Linked DNA regions of Zea mays: regions 2 and 3 are each linked to region 1. The links are chromatin contacts, called in public Hi-C maps. All regions are on one chromosome and are shown on one strand. Each heading gives the region's core, a stretch centred on a gene start, on an enhancer-like site or on the middle of the called end of the contact. The rest is flanking DNA. Distances are from core to core; before and after follow the strand shown. Region 1 holds the start of LOC100273296 (DNA primases). Region 2 holds the start of LOC100280401. Region 3 holds the start of URM1 (Ubiquitin-related modifier 1 homolog).

Region 1 (3,360 bases), core at 221-2,720:
AACGTAAAAACCAATAATTACGTCATCAGCAGATAAATGTATACCACAGCAAAAGAAAAAAAAATCTTAAAACAAACAAACTCATATGTGTGCTACGGAATCTAAAGGCAAAACGGCGGGGATCGGATTTTAAAACCCCCTGCAGACAGCCACAGATGGGTAATGACGAGAGGAACAACAATAATGCTGCTGGCACGCTCGCGAGAAAAGGTACAGCAGCATACAGCTTGTTTCGTCGATCGATCAATCAATCAGGAGGCTCGATCTGCTGCTACACGCATCATCCAGCTCGATCGGCACGTCCATTACCCGGCTGTACACTACTGTACTCGACACGACCACGGACCGTGCATGTGGCGTCCCCTGCCCAATGATTAGTCGCTCGCTGATTTGCTGCCGATCTGTGTCATCCATCCTTGGACAGCGTCGAACTGTCCTGTGGATCGAACGAACCCAGTGGCGGTGGTTGCACATGCTTGAGCATCGTGAAAGGATAAAAAAAAAGTTCACGATGGCCGTGGATTCCTTCATAGTTTCTCCTTCCTTCGCACGAACACAGCAGCCGAGGCGGACGAACAGCAAGTCAGCAACAGCAGTCACGTACCGTAGCCATGAGCGCAGCAGATCGATTAATTAATGATGACTGGCATTTTAAACCCATCCAAAACTAGAGACGGCAATGGGTACCCGCGACCCGATACCCGATGAGTATTTACTCCATTAGGGTATGTATGTGGCCTAAATATTCTACCCGTTGGTCTGTTATTGGGCAAAAATCTTCACCCAATGGGTAAACGGGTATTAGAACGTTCCACCTTCACCCATATCCGTTAACCCGTAGGTATAAAATACCCAATATAAACTTAGCCCAAGCATAAACTTAGACTTTAGTCATCCATCTTTTTTACTATTTAATAACCTTTTAGGCCATTATGTCATAGAAGACTTAACGACAATTTAATGACCATGTAATGGAACATGTAATTCACCCAATGTGTATTGAATAGATGGTTAAATGATGCTAGAAATTTTGTAATGATATTTAGATGGATATGCTTGATATTTGTATAATATAATATTTTGATAGATGTTTAATTTTTGTGGGTACGGGTGACCCGATGGGTGACCCATACCCACGCGGGTATGGGTATGGGGGTAAATCCATACCCACCAGTGTATATGAGTGACCCGGTGAAGTCATTTTTTTGTTGTGGGTATGAGTATGAGGTAGTAATACCCGGTAGATATTTACCATTTTACCCATTGCCATCTCTATCCAAAACGCGCGAGGAGTGCACGACACGGGGGAATGCGTGGTGACTTTGGCCCATCTACACGGCCCGGCTAAAAACGGACTTCTGGCTCTGCCACGGCCCACGCGAACTAGCGATTCCATCCCGCCCCTCACCGGAGCGAAACCACTGGGGTTCCCGCTCACGAGCACTGAAAAACTGCCAAAACCGAGCGAACCACACACCCCTTGTCAACGCTGTGGCGGCACGGCAGGCGATCCAAGGAAAGCGATGACGGCGTACGACCCCAAAGACGACGTCGACCGCCTCTTCGCCTGCTTCAAATGCGGCGTCTCCCCTCCCAGTATGTACTTACGCTGCTCCCTCCCTCTTCCCCCAATCACTCTTTCCATTTCCCCATCCACATTGCAATCTGTCTCACCGTCCACGATTCGCTCCGCGTTTTCCGTGGCGCCCAGAGTCGGCCTTCAGGGAGAGGCCGCTCCCGCAGGCCAAGAAGTCGCGGGGCTCGCCCGTGTCGGAGACTGCCGGTAGCGGTGGCCGGAGCTCCTCCGATGTTTCCACCACGCCGGATGCCGCAGCGGACAAGGTGAGGCCGAGACATTTTCCTTTTTTTTTTCTGCCTACTAATTTCCAGACCAAAACAAAAAGCTGAGGACCGTTCCGTCCAATCCCCGCGTTTGCTAGCGCGCGGCGCCGTCGTCGGCCAAATCTACAGGCCGCAAGCACATGTCCCCATTCGTGTTCTACGGCTCCCCGCGGGGCGTCCAAGTCAAAAGGCCGCAGAGCTTCCTGAGGCTGCTGCACGTGATCCGCATTGATCTCAAGAAGCAAACCGACTTCAACCCCAGGTGTGGCATCTAGAGGCTGTTTGGTTTGCTACCTAAGACGCCACAACGTGCCTAACTTTTCTGCCTAACCTTAGCTCTTCAATTCGAGCGACTAAGGTTAGGCAGATTGTGGCGCCTTAGGTAGGAAACCAAACATGCCCTAGTCCACGCGCGCCACATTGTGCTGCTCTGTTTGATACTACTCCATAACGCCCGTTTTAGTCTGACTTGCTGGTTGTCGTCAGGGATGTTGTCTGGGCTACATTTCCTAGGCAAGACGAGGCGATCAGGTTCTCTAAGGCATACGCACATACCAATGTCTTTTGCTATCAAGAGCATATGTCCGGTACGCGAAGGTTCCTTGTGTCTACATACGACGAGTTCTGGAAAAGGTTGGGTCACTCCAAGAGCTTCCAAAAAAGTTGTTTCCCAAAACATCATATTGGGGGCTGCTGGCAAAACAAATTCCTCTCAAAAAAATATCAACCCACATCAGAATGCTAATAACTTGTCCCTAATTTTTTTTAAAGAGGCCACATCATCATTGGGTAGGCCCACCGTATGGTAGCAGGTAGATTATTTGACAATTCAGTCCGCAGACTGCTAGGTATTGGAGTTCATAGTGTCAAGTGTAATTGGAAGTAGGCTAAACATGAACCATGGTGTTCTTTAGAATGAGAATACTCGTAGCCATGGTGTTCTTCAAAATGACAATGCTTGTAGCCTGAACATGAACCTGAACTGGAGTATTTCATACAGAACCTGAACTGTCGGCAGTGTTCAGCTTGAGGTTCTAAACTGGAGCAAGTTTCAGGTTCAGGTTACTGTTCACAACCTGGAAGAACTGAAACAATCTGTAACCATTTTGTAACAATCTGAACATATTTATGCAAACAAACAAACAAGACTCCTAGGCCTGCAAACTTGTGACATAATTAAAGAGTGCTTTGCATTCACTAGCATGGATGAGAGACAACTTAATGTCAACATAACACCTCCATGTTTGTGTTCTTTAGTGTTCTTTTGTAGATGCTCAGCAAACTGCATGTTTTGTACCCCATTCCACCTCCATGTTTGTTCGTGCATAGCAGCGTAATGCCAAGTTTTGTTCCTCTTTCCTAAATGGCCAACCACATCTTATTGCTGTATTTTTGCAGGTACAACGATATGGATTCCAAAATTCGCCATCATTATGAGGTTATCCAGGAGGTAAGCCATCTTTTGTTGATTCCATGCTGAAATGGGTTGCACGGTATTTTGCAAGCAATTCTTTTTTG
Region 2 (3,393 bases), core at 739-3,238, 140 kb after region 1:
GGCCAGGCCGACGACGGCGTACCCGCGGCCGAGGAAGCCGTTCCTGCCTCCCAGCACGCCGGCCGTGGACAGCACCAGCGCCTTCTTCCCGCCGAAGCTGTAGGTGTTGTAGTTATTCTGCGTCGTCACCGTGACCAGCTCGCCGGCGCGGAGGTCCGCCTCGATCCTGCCGTACAGCTTCCGGAACGTCGGCAGAGCCGCGGTCCGCATCCACACGATCAGGTCTTCTTGCTCACTCAGCTGTGGAATTTCGACTTCATCACAGCCCTGTTTTTTTTCCCCAGTAATAAAGTTCCAGAGGTACTGTAGTACACTCACAGGTATTCTTGGATCAAGCGTGCCTCCTCCGATCAGAGCTCCTTTCTGGAAATTCCTCGGGAACACCTGCTTCCCGAAGATGTGTTCCCTCTCGCTCCTCCACGAGATGCCTCGCTTGTGGACCCTCAGCGCCCTGTTGTTGCCCCGGGCGAAGCTGTAGGTGTCGTTGAACAGGCTCCAGGCCACGAGCCCGCAGGGGACGACGGCGCTCCCGTGCTCGGTGGTAGCTTCGGGCTTGCAGTACTGCTGCGTGCTGTTGGCCTCCTTGGGATCTCTCAGCTGCTTGTCGCTGCGGCTCTTCACGTACCTGTGCATGGTTTTTCATTCCCGACATGTACGTGTTCTTCAGCTCAGAGGCGAGAGCATCGGTCTTGGCCGTCTCTATCTATGGAACCCAGTACTGGAAATGTACGCCACGTTAGCTTTTACCTCCTGTGGTTCTGGTAGAACTTGTCAAGCTGGTAATATACGTAGATTGGGTGCTTCATATCCCTAGGAACCTACAAAGAGAAGAGCATTAGTCACCTTGTCCTCCTTCAACTAACAACAGCAAAGAAAAAAATGTCTCGAATCCTTTTTTTTCACTTTTTATTGGTTGATGATAACCGTTTACCTTGAGAATCCATGTGCATGTCTTATCTATAGATGGGTTTTGGATATAGGCGACTTTGTTGCCAAGCATGTGTCTTGGTATGCATGAAGTCTCATACTCATAGACCACTTCAACCACCTATTTGGAAGCAAGAAAATCGCAGGAAACTTGGGTTTCAGAACCGGGGATCAGGTTTGAGGTTTATATATATGCAGTATAACGCACACACCACACAGCTCGAACTTACCCTGTTTGAGGCTGCAATGCAGCCAAGGCCAATCACGATAAAAACTACGCCCACAAACAGGAGTACAGGGATGACCTGATTGCGTCGCCCAGGGTTAGTTGCAATAGTCACCATCCTGTATTCTTATAATCTCTAAACACTGAGAAATAACTCAACGAAAATGAGATACGGTTAATAGGCAGGCAGTCAAACTTACCGTCTGAGGCGCAAGTATAGGCTTGCAAGCTGGAAGCTGTTGCTGAGTAAACGGATGATCTTCAAAGTCAACACAATACAGTCATCATATACATAACAACCACTCCTTGTTTCAAATTTAAACCACAAAGATAACAGCATCGTATAAATTAGTTTAGGTTACTTCGGCTTTATGAATCGCCTCATTTTTTAAAAAAAAAACTTCATGAATTCACCATCGCCTAATCTTGGAAAGAGAGAGTTTTTTTTTTCTTTTTGTTCTGGTTCGAAGCACATCGAATTCTGATTATGGTGCAAAAGCCCCAGCCCTCAAATTCACTAAAAACCAGGCTGGAGAAATAAAGAAATAATTAACAGAATTCTGCTTCTTTATCAGAGGAGAGATTCGATTACACTGAGGCCTGTTGCTGTTGCGCTTCTTCACGCTGGCTGCCGGGTCATCCTGGCTGGAGCTCGGTCCGGCTGTATCGCCATGCGTCGGCACCATTGCTGTCCCTGGCAAAGACTCCAGCCCTGCAAGCTGGAAGAGCTTGGTGGTGCTCCCAAAGCGGAAAATCGTCGGGACCAAACAGATGGGGGATATACTAGTTTCAGAGAAAAAAGCTTCAGCAGGAGAGTACGGAATGGAGGCGAGGCATTAATCAGGTTTGGGTTTGGGAGTAGAGACGAAGCAAGGAACTAAAAGGATGGAGAGACATCACAACCTGTCCTTGAGAGCCTCTAGGAAACCAGAAAGGTAAGCATCACCTAACCCAACCGTCCACGTCACTTTCATCCTCCTCTGCTCAAGAAGACTTTGGTGTTTTGTTCATGATATTATTATTGGCTCAACCTGTGTCTGTATCATCGCTTGAGGCACTTCCTACACAGGTATTAGTGTATTACAACCAACGCAACAGCCAAGGAAATCTCACAGCGCAACAAATTTCAATGGTATTGCTATTTCCAATGTCAGTGAAGAGATATGGGCTTATTACATGGGCCCACATGGAAGGTCCAGTTTGCTAACAGTTTCGATAGAATCGAACAAAAGAGTCTGCAAAATTTACAGAACCACAGACCAGAAACCAAGGAAGGAAGCTGCAATGCGCAAAATTCCTCTAGGTCTTTTACTTGGACCAATAATCAATAACATCATGTGTTTGCTGCCCTGGATAAAGTGTTTTGTAACACTGCTTTTGACCAACAATATCCTCTTGCCTTTGTCTCTTGTCAGATCTAGGGCTGTCAGTGACCATGTTCCTTTGATCTTGAACCTGGGCTGTAAGAGTCCAAGAAACCAAGTTTATTTAGATTTTTAATTTAGACCTATCAGCCTTATTAATTTTTAGCTTTACACTGTTTGCTAAATTGCTTAATAACAGACTGATTGTGGTAGCTGATAGGCTGAATGTTTCAAATCAAGCAACTTTTATAAAAGCAGATACATTCTTAAGGGTGTGGTAGCAGCACATGAAATTATTCATGAAGCAAAAAGAAGCTGGGGTCATTCTTAAGTTGGACTACTAAAAGGCTTATGATAGGGTCAGTTGGAATTTTCTGGAGGACATGCTCCAGTCTAGGGGCTTTAGCCCCAAGTGGATTAGATGGATCGAGTCTGGTACAGGGTGAATCTTTTTGTGTGAGAATAAATGATATGGATAGTGTCATTTTTATACCTGGAAAAGGTCTTAGGCAAGGAGACCCTTTATCTCCCTTCTTTTGAACCTAGTAGCTGATAGCTTTACCAGGATGCTCAAGAAAGCAGCTACACAGGACTTGATTTCTGGGCTTCTTCCTCAGGTCATGGGAGGTGGTGTGACCACTCTGCATTATGCAGATGACACTCTTTTCTTCTTAGAAATAATCTAGAAAAGGCTAAGACTTTGAGATGGCTGTTAATCTTTTTTTGAACAGATATCAGGGATGAAGATCAATTATGACAAGAGCGATCTTCTTACCATTGGTTTGGATTCAGATAATGCTAATAGTTTTGCAGAAGTGTTTTGTTGCAAACAAGGGGGTTTCTCAATCAAATACCTCGGTGTGCCTCTTCACTTTA
Region 3 (3,713 bases), core at 527-3,026, 210 kb before region 1:
AGCTCTACATCAAGCATCTAGATGACCATAAATGCTAGTTTTAAAATTAGTTCAACAAGTTTGGTCGATGTTTTCTTCTTTCCTCAAATATATGTGAGGACCGTGCATATTTGTATTAGAGAAGGAACACATTGATAAGTTACATTACAAGACACATGAATGTACTCTCCTAGGGGCGGGGGGAAATGCCACTCTTACGGCTAGTTTGGGAGCCACAAAACCGGAGAGGATTAGAGTGGCTAAAATCCCCTCCTTATTCAATTTTAAATAAGGAGGGGATTTTAGCCCCTCCAATCCCCTTCGGTATTTGGACTCCCAAACTAGAGCCACAATCTTATTCAATTTTGAATAAGGAGGGGATTTTAGCCCCTCCAATTACCTCCAGTTTTTAAACTGCCAAACTAGCCCTTGGGAACCCCATTTTCCAAAAGGTTTTCTATTTTCCCAAGGGAAATTAGTTCAACATCCCTTGGGAAAATGAAGTTCTCAAACTAGCAACTCAATTTTCCTAAGGTATTCCTATTTTCCAAAGGGAAAATGAAAATACCTTGAGAAAATGGAGTTGCATGGGAACTCCATTTTCCCAAAATGTTCATATTTTCCCAAGGGAAAATGAACTAATTTCCCTTGAGAAAATGGAAATCCCTTGTGAAAATAGAGTTGCCTTAAGGCTAGTTTGGGAGCAAAGGAAATGGAGAGGATTTTAGCCCCCTCAATCCCTTCCGTTCCCCTTGCTCCCAAACAAGCCCAATCCCTTCCATTCACCTTACTCCAAACAAGCCCTAAGGGTTACTGGTCTCAAAATAAGCAATAGAGAAAAAAAACAATAACAGCTAGTAAATCCTACCTAGCTCAGGGCTGAAAGGCTCCCAGATATTTTGCACCACCTCAAGCCCATGAGAAGAGCTCATTTTTTGTTTTGTAAATGATTTGTGCTTTCAAGCTATAATTCCTGATCCTAATACCCCTCTCTAGCCATTAGTGAAAATCAAAGAACAATTAGTTGGTGTAGAATTTGCTTTTGTCAAATTAAACCACAGGGGAGTTAGAAATAATTTGGATTTGTCAAAACTTGGAGCCAGTTGCAGTCTACAGGCCACAGTTAACTGGTAACTAGGAACTAATTATCAGTCCACACTAGTTAACCGTCAGGAAAAGGCTATTCATCATAAGAGAAACGGCAGCAACTGAAGCAGACCACGACCTTGGCGCAGAATCTGTCTTGTTTCAATGCCCATTAAATATCAATCCTACCACCTACACAAGTGAATGAAGAGAAAGTGGAGCAAAACAACACGTACACGGAATCAGCCTTGAGGAACATCTCCGGTCGCTCCTTGATCAGATTCTCCTTGACCCAAGAGAGCAAGAACTTCATCGTCACCTTGCCTTGGCCGTCCTTGGGCGTGGTGACCTCCACCTTGTGCACCTTGGTGGAGTTCTCCAGGAGCAGCTCCAGCCCGCCCCTGCAGCCCCAAGCCAGCGGTTGCTAATATTCGTGACGGACCGCGGGCACGCAGCGCTACGCAAAAAGGCGAGAGGTATCCGAGGAGGAAGTGACAAGTCCAGGGAGAAGGATTACCCGAATTCGAGAGTGAGATGCATCGCCACAGGTCCCGAGGGTGCGAACTCGTTCCTAGGTTAAGGGTTTCTTAGCCGTCGACGCCGGGGCCGGAGGGAACGTAGCGTGAAAGGAGAGGAGCACGCCGGCGCTGTGGGAGAAGAGGTGGAGGCAGCCGGGAATCGCAGGAGACGGCGCTGCGCGCTGTGACCGGCTGCTCGCAGTACAGGTGCCCAGCCCACCTGTTTGCTTCCTCGAATTTGGGCCGCTTCATGTGATCTGGTTTGGGCTGTGATCTGTCTTAGCTGGGTGTAACCGAAAGATAATTTAGCAAAAAAGGTTACTGACAAGTAAATCTCAAATATTGTTCATTTGTTTGTGCAGTTTAGTAGAAAACCCCAACATTTATTCTTTTACTGCCACTTACCGAGCTTTTGTTTAGAATACTGTATATATTATATTTAGAATTTAACCACCTAGCTACTTTGCTAATTTATTTTGTTCCTAATTACATAGCTTAAGCCCAAAGCTCCGAAACCAAATTTTGTTAGGAGCTATTGCGCTACGTTGAGCAGTTTGATTGAATAAAAATGATATAACATTTAACAAAGTTGAATCTAATAATTAGATGCAGTTAATTTTCACGACGAAGTTTTGGATCCGTCGACGGTCCATGCTGCATAAGGACGAGCAACCAATGTTTAAAGACGGATCGAAGGAGCATCTCCAACAATAACTAAAACTGGTGTCTCAAATTAAAATATAAAACTTTACCTAGAAAAACTATTCCAATAGTGTATCATTTTATAAAATTTGGTTAAAAAATTATAGGACGCTCTCTCAAATACATCAAATATATCGTAGTAAGTTGTCCTATAATTTAGATTTGTAACTTTACTGTTGGAGCAGAATATTTTGTTGGTGTTCTGAATTCTATAAATTACACTCATTTTCAAGTTATAGGACATTTTTATATGTCACGTCGTTGAAGATGCTCTAAGATAAAAGACTTCGATTATGGCGGTTTTTGAAAATTTTAGTTGGAACTTCAGTAGTTACGTTAAGGTTGTTTTTCTTTTGTTTGTTTGCTGCACTCACTAGTTGGGTCGAGTCAAGTTTTGTTTTCTTAGGGCTAGTTTGGAAACTGAAATCTCCTTCGAAATTGAAGAGAATTGAAGAGTAAATTAATTTATTTTCACTTAATCCCCTACAATCATGATTTCATGAGAGGATTTGAGGTTGCAAAGTAGCCCTATGGGTTTGTGAGCCTTATGGCTTTGGTTTGTACCATGACTCTCAGATGGTAGACTGTAACTTTGTTTCTGTCGGAGAGAGAATTCTCCGGCCGGGTAGCAGAGTGCACCCGTCCTAAATCCTAAGATGAGGAAGAGGCTTAAGCGTTTTGCATGTCCTGCTAAGCGAGCATCGAGCACATGAACACGCGAGGATTTAGAGTGGTTCGGGCCGCCGGAGCGTAACACTCTACTCCATTGTGTGTTGGATTGCTGTGGAAGCTTGAGAATTGAGAGTCTGTTCTTTCGTGTCGTTGCATGCCTCCCGTTTTATAGCTAAGGGGGCATGTACAAGAGTGTTGAGCCCCGACATGTGGGCCCAGGAACATAACAGATGTAGTACTTGGAGCTACTAATGTTTGCTGCTGGAGTAATCTTCTTGCGCCCTGACATCCGAGATCTGCGTAGTATCGGCGTGCAGGGGAAGCTTCTCGCACAAGGGATGATGAGCACAGTGCGCCGCGCAGCACGGGCGTACTGTTTGACAACGGACGGGACAGATGCGCCGTCTGCAGGATGGCTCTGGCGCCGCCTGCCAGTGGAGTGGACAGGACACATTAAATGATGTGAGGGCACATCGCCTGTCAGCAGGGTGGACAGGCGGCGCGTCCTTTCCACAATAAATGCAGAGACCGCGCGTCCTAGAGGCCTTACGTCAGGCTCCGCCCGCCGGCTTACGTCACGGGCAGTAGGCCACGTGGCAGCACCGGGTCCCCGCCTGAGCGGGGAGCGGAGGCGCGCTGGGCAAGACCCTGACAAGTGTCTGTGTCGGACCCCTGTACGTCCTTGACTTAGACCAAGGTATTCTTCGTCCCGGGATCTTGTCATGGGTGGCCCAGACCTCACTTAGAGGGGTCCAG

What was found. Hi-C and Micro-C count contacts between places; a contact is called where the count stands out from the background.
Region 2: a contact with region 1 is called in a Hi-C map of leaf, with 2.5 times the contacts expected there. The contact joins the promoter of LOC100280401 here to the promoter of LOC100273296 in region 1. A contact is called at or near these places in 8 of 25 Hi-C or Micro-C datasets (bundle sheath, ear, leaf and 1 more).
Region 3: a contact with region 1 is called in a Hi-C map of ear, with 2.2 times the contacts expected there. The contact joins the promoter of URM1 here to the promoter of LOC100273296 in region 1. A contact is called at or near these places in 3 of 25 Hi-C or Micro-C datasets (ear, leaf and tassel).

Annotation. Positions count from the first base shown.
Region 1 is chr7:151,222,008-151,225,367 of Zm-B73-REFERENCE-NAM-5.0, forward strand. LOC100273296 (DNA primases) reads left to right here and starts at 1,471. Exons shown (of 15, transcript NM_001147737.2): 1 at 1,471-1,596; 2 at 1,712-1,842; 3 at 1,941-2,104; 4 at 2,329-2,475; 5 at 3,241-3,292. The coding sequence starts at 1,524.
Region 2 is chr7:151,357,815-151,361,207 of Zm-B73-REFERENCE-NAM-5.0, forward strand. LOC100280401 reads right to left here and starts at 1,989. Exons shown (of 8, transcript NM_001153324.1): 1 at 1,746-1,989; 2 at 1,354-1,412; 3 at 1,158-1,232; 4 at 932-1,048; 5 at 748-818; 6 at 319-625; 7 at 1-240. The coding sequence starts at 1,839.
Region 3 is chr7:151,014,015-151,017,727 of Zm-B73-REFERENCE-NAM-5.0, forward strand. URM1 (Ubiquitin-related modifier 1 homolog) reads right to left here and starts at 1,777. Exons shown (of 3, transcript NM_001149704.3): 1 at 1,583-1,777; 2 at 1,302-1,466. The coding sequence starts at 1,605.